2 separate regions of the Gossypium hirsutum genome follow, and region 1 is linked to region 2. A link is a contact called in public Hi-C data. All regions are on one chromosome and are shown on one strand. Each heading gives the region's core, a stretch centred on a gene start, on an enhancer-like site or on the middle of the called end of the contact. The rest is flanking DNA. Distances are from core to core; before and after follow the strand shown. Region 1 holds the start of LOC107954092 (PGR5-like protein 1A, chloroplastic). Region 2 holds the start of LOC107921117 (cyclin-dependent protein kinase inhibitor SMR3).

Region 1 (5,576 bases), core at 1,993-4,492, 150 kb after region 2:
CATTCCTAGCAAGAATATCGGGAAAATTTTGAATGATAGGAAAACTTATTTTGAAATACTAAGGTGATTACCATTTCATCATTCTCCTCAACCAATGTCTACAGATTAAAGAATGATTGACCATTATGATCAATCGGTAATCATTTGATCTAAGTGTAGGCAAAATCACTGAAAATCAGCCCTCATATTTGTTTCCATGTGGTTCAACGCATCAGATATATAGAAATTTTCCTCAGTGCACCAAAGATGTTGAATGATTCAAACAACTTGTCATTTTCCCCAGCAGAAATTCCTTTGCATGATTTTCCAGCTTCTTTGTCTGCATGAATTGTACATACATGAAACTGAATAAACCGTGAAGCGTCAATGGAGAAACCAATTAATGGAAAATGTCCCTGCCGAACCCAATCCTGGTACATTGTTTTGATCTCTTTTCTTATATGGTTCTCATTGTTTTACTTGTATTCTTCATCTATAACATTTGGAAAGATGGGGGATAGTTTCTTAGGCAACAATCGAACCGGTTTTGTGGGTTCGTCCGAGTCTTCATTACACGACGTTGTTAAAAATGAAACAGGGAATGCTTCTTATGTTAATGATGTTAAGATTGAAGATAATAAGGGAAAGGCCATTGATGAAACGGAAAACGATAGGAAGCCTATTAAGTTTTACATAGACAGGGATATCGATATCGATCGGTTGATCGCTTTGTTGATGGCTGATGATAATGAAACCGAAACTTTCGAGACAATATCCGGAAAAATACTTGAAGAAGAGTTCAGAAATGTGAGGGATGACCTCCCCACTATCAAGGGCAGAAGGGAAGCTAAGAGTAGCAAGAGACGAGGCAGGATTAAACCTGTTGAGGCTGTTGCTGCAGCCACCACCATACCCAAAAAAGTAGAGCAAGTTGTTCCACAACCAAGAACACAAAATGTGGTAAAACCCCAAGAACCAAAACCACAAAATGTCGTAAAACCGGAACCCGATCCATCACCTTGTTTGGGTGGGTACATATTTGTTCATGATATCCCTAGGAAATTTAACCAAGACTTGCTGGACAACTGCCAGTCGCTCAGTTCATGGACAGACATGTGTGAGTCTGCATTAAACCTTGGCCTAGGCCCCCCTCTTCCGTGCAATGAAAAGCTTTATTCAAAAACTGGCTGGTTTTCGACGAACCAGTTCTTATTAGAAGTCATTTTCCACAACAGTATGAAGCAGTACCAGTGTTTAACTAATGATCCAATGGTGGCTTCAGCAATCTATGTTCCATATTATGCAGGCCTTGATGTTGGTCGTTACCTTTGGGGTCCTATTGGTTATAGGAGAGACCATGATGCAATGGAGCTTGTCAAGTGGCTTGCGGGTAGACCCGAATGGAAAAATACGTGGGGTCGAGACCATTTCTTGGTTGCTGGAAGAATCAATTGGGATTTCAGGAGGGACCTCAAGAATGTGTCTGATTGGGGCAATGGGCTTTTGACTTACCCCGAATCAAAGAACATGACAATGCTAGTAATTGAGTCGAGTCCTTGGAACAACATCGACTTCGCGATACCGTATCCCACGTACTTCCACCCTTCAAGAGATGATGATGTGTTCCAATGGCAGAACAGAATGAGAGAACTTAAGAGGCGTTTCTTGTTCTCTTTTGGAGGTGCAAGAAGGCCTAATCGGGACGACTGTATCCGCAATGAAATTATCGACCAGTGCCTAGTGTCAAGGAAGAGATGCAGGTTCCTAGAATGTGATCAAACCCAGAGGTGCTACAAGCCAGAAAATTTGATGAAGTTGTTTCAAAGCTCTATCTTTTGCTTACAACCTCCTGGGAATTCCTACACCAGGAGGTCAATATTTGATTCAATATTGGCAGGCTGCGTTCCAGTTTTCTTCCATCCAGGTTCTGCATATGTTCAATATTTATGGCATTTCCCCAAGGATTACACCAAATATTCTGTGCTGATACCGGCCAGTGCCGTTAAATCCGGCGAGGTCAACATTGAACAACTGTTGCAAAGAATCCCAAGAGATAAAGAGCAGCAATGAGGGATGAGGTCATAAAGCTGATTCCAAATGTGATCTATGCAGATCCTGCTTCGAGATTGCAAACCATCGGAGATGCGTTCAATCTGACAGTTAAAGGAGTTCTTGACAGAGTTGAAACAATCAGGAACCAAATGAAAGATGGGAAAGAAGTGAATTCCGAATTTCCTGAGCAAGAGTCATGGAAGTATCTCACATTTGGGAAACTTGGAGGCCACGAATGGGATCCTTTCTTCTCAAGCAAACTTGGGAAGCTTTCGGTGAAGCTCGAAGAGCGTGCGTTCCCATGGATGTGATCCAGCTTTTCCTTTCAATGAAAAATGTGGAAGTGGGGGGAGATGTATTAGCATAAGAAACTAGGAGGAGGAATAACCATGAATCTCTTGTTTTGCTTATTGTAAATACTACTGCCAATCTTTCTCTTAGGAAACCACAATCTGGGGAAAAAAAGTGATTGCAAATGCTGAGATACGAACCCGGAATTGCTGGCTACATGGACCAACTAGATTCACTCATCTTTTTCTTTCTTTCCTACCGTCTGGTTCCTTTTATTTGATTGGTATTTTTCAATGTAGTGACTCTTTCATTAGGTTTCAGTTTTGGGTGATGCATTACTGTGAATTTGTGATGGTTTTAGACGTAATCTGACCCTTAATCTTGTTTATATAGGATGGCAACTAGAGAAACGAAATCATAGTTTTGTCTGTCTAATATGGATTTTAAAGCTACCGTCAAACGAGAAACAATGATGGGAGCGTTGATTAGACCTTTCTAGACACAGAAAAATTCTTTATAGATCATCATTTTGTTGTGTAAAATCTGCTCAAATGTTGTACCTACAAATGCTATCATTTCAAGTAGACTTGGTGCCACTCTAGTCAACAAATAAGGGAATTTTATCCAATAAAAAGATGATGCACTCTCGTACAAAAAAGTAACTCACGTAGCAAAAGGACTGAAGGTAAGGATTCATTTTTACCAATGCCCTCATGTTCTTGCAAATCACTCTCAATCAACCCAGGGACTATTTACATCTAAACCCAATCACATTCCAAAAAGTGTAAACAAAAAGAGTATTCGAAAGGAGTAAATACCTATTATCTAAGCAATTTATTAAATATCTGACTGTGTTAACTCCACCTCGAATCAAGATTTATGACAATAAATAATTGGGAGTTAAAAATGAAAATTGTGAATTGAGATGGAATGGAGCTATATGAAAGCCGGGTTTGGAGTGGGAAGCACATATTTGTAATTGGGATGGACAGAGACGGAAATAAAATCCAGAACCAATCACCAAAGAGGATCAGCCAACCAAGCAAGCAGATATTTACGCGCCCAAACACGATTACCCTTCACAAATTCTCCTCAAAATCCCCATCCCCATCCCCATCCCCATTTATAAACCCCAACTCCCTACCCTCCAAATCCCCCAATCATTTTTCGTGGTCGCAAAACCATTTCCAGATTCCAGTTTCCAGTTTCCACACGCCTAATGTTCCCTTCCCTCCGTCACATTTAATATACCTGCCATGTCCCACTCCATTAGACCTCACGTCGTCGGAAGTTCCGCCGTCGTTAAGCCACCCTTATCCCGGACCAAACCACCACCCTTCTCGGTTCGCGTCTCGGGTTTCTCCGCCAGCAATAGCCAGGGCTTCACCACCTCCGCCAAGGAGGAAGGGCCTTCTTGCATATTCGTTGGCCCTGTCGAGACTGCCAGTCAAGAAACCTTAGAAGCTCTCTATCGCCAAGTAAGAGATTTTATTCACTAATTTTCAACAACTAAGCTGTTTCTTAACTGAATTAATTAAAATTTGTTCTTGGAATCAAATGATCAGGCTCGGGATGCTTATTACAGTGGGGAGCCTTTGATAGTTGATGACATGTTTGATAGAGTAGAGGTAACTAACTTTGTTTAAATATTTAATCTTTTTATCAGTGAAAGTTTTTCTTTAATTTAATATTCACTGATATATGGTAAATGTAATTGCTTTTTATATGCAGTTAAAACTACGTTGGTATGGTTCGAAATCCGTTGTTAAGTACCCTCGTTGCAGTATAAGAAGACATTCTACTTATGCAGATGCAGAGGTAATTCTCTTTAGAATCATCTATTTGTTTATATGTCGTTTTTCCTGGTTTTTATGTTCTGTTCAATGCTTTATCTTTGTCCCAAATCAGCTGTTAATGTAGTAAAAAAGAAAACCCATTTATGTTATGTTACACCCTGAATTGTTCAGCATATGCTTTTAGCTGATGTGGTAAAGGTCTCGTATGGTACTTTTTCTATATGTTAAATGCGTCGCCAAAGATTGAGTTTTGATCCATTGTATTGTTATGTTGTTTGGGAAATGGTGGGTAGGATCAGTGATATGTTCTCTTTGTTATTTGTATGTGTTCTGGTTGAATATTGAGCTGTTCTTGGATGTAGGGCAGGAAGATTTGTCTCAAGGTTTGGCGTTAGCAAGTATATGGATCCTTATTTTTGCATTTGGCTGTACATTGTGTCTTGTGCCTATCATTTACACCATTAGTCTAGCGTATCAAGATCCATTCAGTTCTAGTGCGTCCTACGACAGCCAAGCGGCCAACTTGGAGTTTCTTGCCACAGTTAATGGCATTCTCTTTATGGGCATTGGGTCAGTGACTGGCTATCCACTTGCATCAGCTGCTGGTAAGACTTCTAACGATGTGATATTTATCTTGCTTTTGACTGCTGCCTCAGAATTGTACTAATTCATACTTTCTCCAGTTCGGGTGCTTCAAAGACTGTGGAGAAATGACTTGGTAGCTCTAAAGGGTGCATGCCCTAATTGTGGGGAGGAGGTGAATCTATACAATTTTTTTTCTTGCACTTATTTTATGTCTCTGAAATCTAAAAGCACCACCATATCCTTCTTTTCTCGACCTAGACATTAGATCTTCTCCTACAAACCTAACCACTGTCAATCTTAACTGATTTATTATTTTGCTTTAGGTGTTTGCATTTGTGAAATCAGAAAAATTCAATGGTTCCCCCCACAGAGCAGATTGTCATGTCTGTGATTGCACTCTAGAGTTTCGTGCCAAGACTGAGGTAATGTAGCTTGCTTACTTTTGATATAGATACAAGGCCTTTATAGAACCTGTTAACTTTTTAGTTTCACAGGATTCACTTCAATGTTCCTCTTTTCAGTGTTTAGATCACACATTCGTCTTTGTTTTCATAATATTTTGTATGATTTACATATCATAAATTGTTCTGTATAGGGAATAGGAATTGCAGGACATATTCATAGGATTTTTTGTTGTTGACACGGTTGTTTTTTACGTTTTTGCAGCAATCTGTATCTAGACTTGGGAGAAAGTGGGTATATGGTCGTATATATCTTGTCTCACGAAAAGGTAGAAGCCGGAGGTGGATGTGAGCCGTCTGCAATGTGTACACAACGTAACTGTTAATAGAAGCACGATTCTTTTCTCTTTGATTTTTCACTTATTTTTGAAGAAACTAAATCGACTACCAGACTTCTTATACTTTAGAACGA
Region 2 (5,885 bases), core at 1,496-3,995:
ATCACGAGTTCATATAAGTTTTATTTGTCAATTGGGTGCAAAAATATTAAGACTAATTTGGTCATACAAGGAATTCATACAAAGGAGGATCCAAGGAAGTGGAAGGGTAAGGGGCCAAGTGGTCAACTTTTGCCTTGGTGGATGGCAATAACAAAGCACATACTTAAAGTCTTTGATTGTCCAAATCTCAATCATGTATGTACCTTTTTCCCCTTGGTCCACAAAAACAGCAGTGTCGGCCCAAGTTTTCAAGTTTTAAGACCCACAAGATATGGGTCTCAAGGAACCCAATTAAGTGCTGTTTTCATTGTATCTGCAATGTCATCAGACCATGTCATTAATATGCAAGGGTCCCAAATTCAATTTCGGCTTTTATCATTGGGGCAAACCCACAAGTTGGCTAACCATTGTGAGAATCAACTAGGGATGGGTTACATGGGCTAGCCATGAAGTATTTAGCTGATGATCTAGCTTTGGTTAGCTAATGTCCTGTTTTGGGCTAAGTATTGAGCTAATTAGACAATATTCCAAGGTCCATTCATTCATAGCTTGCAGGGGACACAATTTCTGACAGATTATCTGTCAGGAATTGAAAACCCTACGACAAAAAAGCTAGCAGTAGCACGCAGTAATATACTATCCCTTTTAATCATTATTATCAGGTTGTTTCCAGGAAGGTGATGAGTATGGCTGGCTATTTTTTACTTTGTATTCATTTTTCCAATACTCCAGTGGGGGAATATACATAGCTTCGTATGTCCTGTAAGAATGTTACTGTATTAACAACCCCTTAGCTTGCAGGCTTTGCTTGTACCAAATCTCACAGAACGGTACCCTCTTCATCTTTTCCTTTTTTTTTCTGAAGAAGTAGTACTGATACATTTTGAAAAACTAAAGAAAACCCAAATGCCCCATTTTATAAATTCTTATGTGTATCGAATACCAACATGTATATATGAAGTCCAAAATGTCAAATATATAGTAATAATATAGCATGAATCATTAAGCTCAATAAAAATTAACATGAAAGTAGATCTGTTGCAATTCCAAGAAATTACTTCCTTTCGGGAATGTACCTTTTTATTGTTGAAAACGAGATGGTGATCATGTATTGTCATAAAGCAAAACATGAACTATCATTTTCAGTTCTTTATTAACTAAGAGCGAACATATATTTATATCAATTTTAATATTTTCTTTATTATTTAAATATATTTATATTATTCTTTGGATCACAATGTATACTGTGTTTTATTTATTTTTATGCTTAGAAGGGAAATAAACTTCCTTGAAGTTAGGGAAAGCATCTATTATTTACTGCCAGGATAATTTGTGATCAGAGAGAATATCCCACTTGGGTTTGCTCACCCAACTGGTAAAAACAAGAGTATGTTTGCTTCTCTTGGGAAAGTCAATGGCAACCCCATTTTCTCAACTCAAAAAAGAGTCAATGCCACATTCTATCACAAAAGAAGACTCCATTTTCACTCCATTCAAAAGCTTTGACATAGAGAACCCAAAGTCTATGGGGAAAGCAGACAAAAAAGGAACCCCCAAGAATCCAAAGCTCAAACCCATGATGATTTTCTACTTCAACTTGATGAATCTTTATGTTTTTTAGATCTGGGTTCTGTTAAAAACACCCAAAAACATGGGGGGGGGAGGAACATAAATTAACAGAAGCTAATGCGTTGAAATATTGAAGCTGAATATAGCATTGATGAAGAGAGAAAAAGAAACATGAGTCTAAATTCTTCACAGAAATACATAATATCTATATATATATTATAACATCAGTTGAAGTCACTTCCTTGTCTGACTTTCTTAATCTTGTTCCCTAGATCTGCAAGAAGAGCCGGAGGAAATAAAGACTCTATCTCTTTAGTAAAATCAAGCAGGATTCGACGGCCAAAGGCTTTTCGTTTGGGTGAAATGGGGAGAGATTTTGGTTTTCTTGGTGCAGGTGGGCACTTGAGGATGACAGGAATTTTATGGTCCGAAGAAGTTGGAGTCTTGAACCCATTGTTGTTTCGATCTTCCTCATCATCAACCTTTGGAGATGGCAATTTTAACTCCAAAGGAGCCATCTTCAACGTCTTGCATTTGTCTTGTTGTTGATCTTGTCCTAGTCTTTCTTCTTTTTGCTGCTGAGGGTCATCGTCATCGTCTTGGAAAGTCGTAATTTGACATTCATCTCCTTGTTGTAACACTAAAGGAGTGCGTCGTCTAACCAAGAAACCGATTTCCATGCTACTGCTTAGATCTTTCTCAGTGAGAAACATCTCTGAATTCGACACACCCATGAATTTAGCTCCCGTACATGAAGAAACCAAGCCCCCCCCCCTCTCCCAAAAAAAAAAAAATCTTCAAGTCTAATCAAGAAAAATGAGCTCTAGGATCGAGATCAGAAAGAGAGATGATCATCTGCATTGAAAAAGACAAGAAGTACTAGGTAGTTACCCTAAAACCCAAGGCATGAAAAGCCTGGAAGAGAAGGAAGAAAGAAAAGATGGGAAGGGGCGCTACTTCATCACATCACCATCTTTCTTGATTGTTTCTTTGGAATTTAGCTCTTTCTCTCTCTCTCTCAAGATGTTTGTGATGAAGAAAGCAAAACAGATATAGGCTTTGAAAACACTCTTTGGTGAAGGATCCAATGCAGCACCATATAATCACACCCACACAAATCTTTCTCTTTCACATCCTATCTCTATATCTTTATATATAATAAATAAAAAGTCTCTTTCTAGCTTACCTGTTATTATTATTATTTATTTTTCTTGAGAGGGTGAAATCACTTTTACTCTTACTAAAAGCTAGCGTCACCCATTAACTAACTATATACAAAACAAATCTCGTTTACTCGATCGCTTTTTTCCTCTTTGATGCATCAAACCACGTGGTTTACTACATGGACTCAAAGGAGAGATATGCCATTTGATATCAGTATCCAAATGTGTTTTTATTATTATATTTCCATGAATTTTCGTTGTTGTTTGTTTTATAAGTAAAAGAAAATGTTATAATAATAATTTTTCATGTCCGAAAGGAGACATTGTTGGGGTGTCTGGTTTTAAGCCATGTACCCCATGTTGTGCTCCACTCCTTGGACATTGGTTGCTGGTTTTTTGGATCTCTTACAAGAAGGGTTGCCAGGGATCAATGGGGGTTCTAAATGATTGTCAAAGCAAACCTGGAAAATATATATATATATATTTCTCGAGCAATATCATTGCCATTCATTTTTTTTTTTTACTTTGCTTTCTTAATGGCCTGGCCTCATATCACGATTCATAATTGAACTATTGAAGCTCATAATTATAAGATACAGCAAGAGCATGATACTATGTATATATGTAGGAGATCCCAATTACAACATAAATCTGTTTCACAATATTATACATAGATCAGAGATACAAATGGAGAAACCCAAAGTCAAACACACACACACACATATATATGGGATATTATGAGGATATGAGTTAAGGTCACATACAAACCAGAGTTTTAGCATCGCCTCTCCAAAGAGGACTAGATATGGTAAAATATGGTAGAGAAGTGAAACAATATTCAAGAATGTGAAATGATACTGCAAAAGCATAGAGACCCAGATCCAGGTATGGTATTTAATAAATTCAAGGCCTTTTTTGTTCCCCCACATATTTTCCAATAGAACAGAAAGCTGCAGTGCATGTTTTCACATGGGTCCCATTGCAATACATTGGAAGGAATGCTTTTGATTTTAGGCTTAGGATTCCTGCACTGGAAACTGGATATGCTACGCACTAAGATTTGATTTATATTTTGATTTTTCAACTAATATATACTAGAATTCTATAACCACGCATGTATACATTAATAAACAAATGTAAAATTTCAAATTAATAATAATACAAATGCAATATTTTGAAATTAAAATAAAAATATAGATTAAATAGTAAGTAAAAAAAAATTTAAATAAATACATTTCAATTGTTTATTATGGCATTGCTATTTTTCTTGAATTGGTATCGAGCTGGCTTATGACACTAAATTAATCGATGACATTATTAATAAGATTATGACATAGCCATAATATGGGTAAAAATTATTATATACTATATTTATTAAGAATTGATGTAAAAACCAAATATTACTTTAGTTGAAATGGTCAAATTAGGAGATTATATGTCTAATGTTTTAGGTTTAAATCCTATCATAAGCATGATTTTTTTTCTAGATTTTATATAAAAAGACAAGGCTATCCTTAAATTAATACTTATTGATTTGTTAAAATAAAAGTTTTTTGGTAATTTAAAATTTGAGTTGGGACCCAACAGATAACAAAGTATGCATAATGTAAATAATCCGGGTTTAAATCCTATCACATTAAAATTTTTAATAGTTTTCTTAAAAATAAAAAGACTAAAAAAATCCTCAAATAATATGGTTTATTTTAATTACGAAAGAATATTTTTAAAATTTTCTTAATTGAATTGATACTGTGATATCAATAAATAGTATAGATATTTATACAATATTATCACAAAAATCAATATTTTATAGAAGAGATTAATTATGGAGTAGTATTGTAGTAGTGGTAAGCATTGCCATTTTGGCAATGTTATGATATCATCATGTTATATATTTTGTTGAAATGAAAAATACAAAAGTGAATGTAATTTTTTAAAGTGCAATTCAAATATTTAAACTTCATAATCAACAAATATATTTACTAATTTCTCGTCTAAGAAATGATAAAATCACGACGGCAGTGGGGACCAGATTGGATTGCTTGGATTTCACCGCATCACGAAAAGATAGAAAAGGGCTTCCAAACTTCCCACATCTATTTATTTATTTATTTATTTTCACCTTTTGATTTACTACATTCCTTTTCCATATTTCCGGAATTTATTTTCTTTTTTTTAATGTAAAAACAATTTAAAATATGGCATTTATCGATTTACAGCAAAGCATTAATATAATTAATTAACCATCCAAAATACAATTAAACAACATTGTAAATAAAGCATATGGCATTTTTTTCTCTCAATTTAAAATTTTCATCTATTTTTATTGTTAAAAATTGGTGATGAAATAGTCAAACAGTGGCACATGGCATGTCACGTGTATCTCATGTTGGTGTACAATAACAAGTTTTTTAACAATAGAAATTTATAAAATTTTTAATAGAATGACCATACAAAGATTTGTTTGCCCATTCTTTTTAGTAGAGGGATAAAATGCAATTAAATTTTTATTATAGGGCCTCCATGATACTTTTACCATAATTAGGGATTGATCTTAAAATGCGTGTTAATTGATTATTAATTATCATTTACTACATTAAATGTAAAAATTAATTAATTATTATAAACAATAAATTAATTTTAGCAAGTATCCTTAAATAAAATAAATAAAAACAGGGGAAAAGATTATAAAGTAATTATAGAAAAAGAGAGTTTGATAATAAAATAAAAATAGAAAATTAAAGTGAGGTAATATAGGGAAAAGTGAAAATAGTAATTAAAAAAAAGGGTGTGATGGCACATAATTGCAAATCTCATGCTCTCCATAGTCCATAGAGTCATGCTTAATGATTTTGCTTCCCATCTTCGACCATCATGTCCCCCATCATCTTCCTTCTCTTTGTTTATTTTCTCCCCATCAATTCATGTTTTTCTCCAACACCCAATCGGCGTTGGTAGGGCTTTGTTTCATGAGATAAGTACTATATCAATAACTGGGGTTTTTATGTCTACCAAGGACGAGTTAGTTGTATTGTATATATTGATTAAATTACTTTCAATTTTCATGAGATTTCTGAATTTTTTCAACATTTTGATTAAGAAATTAAAACACAAATGTATCTTTTGGTTTTTGAGTTTAGTTTTAATATTTAA

What was found. Hi-C and Micro-C count contacts between places; a contact is called where the count stands out from the background.
Region 1: a Hi-C map of leaf shows a contact between it and region 2, with 2.0 times the contacts expected there. The contact joins the promoter of LOC107954092 here to the promoter of LOC107921117 in region 2. A contact is called at or near these places in 3 of 34 Hi-C or Micro-C datasets (callus and leaf).

The regions. Positions count from the first base shown.
Region 1 is chrD07:13,804,383-13,809,958 of Gossypium_hirsutum_v2.1, forward strand. LOC107954092 (PGR5-like protein 1A, chloroplastic) reads left to right here and starts at 3,243. Exons shown (of 7, transcript XM_016889569.2): 1 at 3,243-3,800; 2 at 3,888-3,950; 3 at 4,054-4,140; 4 at 4,486-4,723; 5 at 4,802-4,875; 6 at 5,027-5,125; 7 at 5,370-5,576. The coding sequence starts at 3,579. The coding sequence ends at 5,456. It also overlaps the pseudogene LOC107954091.
Region 2 is chrD07:13,651,515-13,657,399 of Gossypium_hirsutum_v2.1, forward strand. It overlaps LOC107921117 (cyclin-dependent protein kinase inhibitor SMR3), which reads right to left and starts at 2,746. Exons shown (of 1, transcript XM_016850986.2): 1 at 1,698-2,746. The coding sequence starts at 2,303. The coding sequence ends at 1,794. It overlaps LOC107922361, which reads right to left and starts at 10. Exons shown (of 3, transcript XM_016852358.2): 1 at 1-10.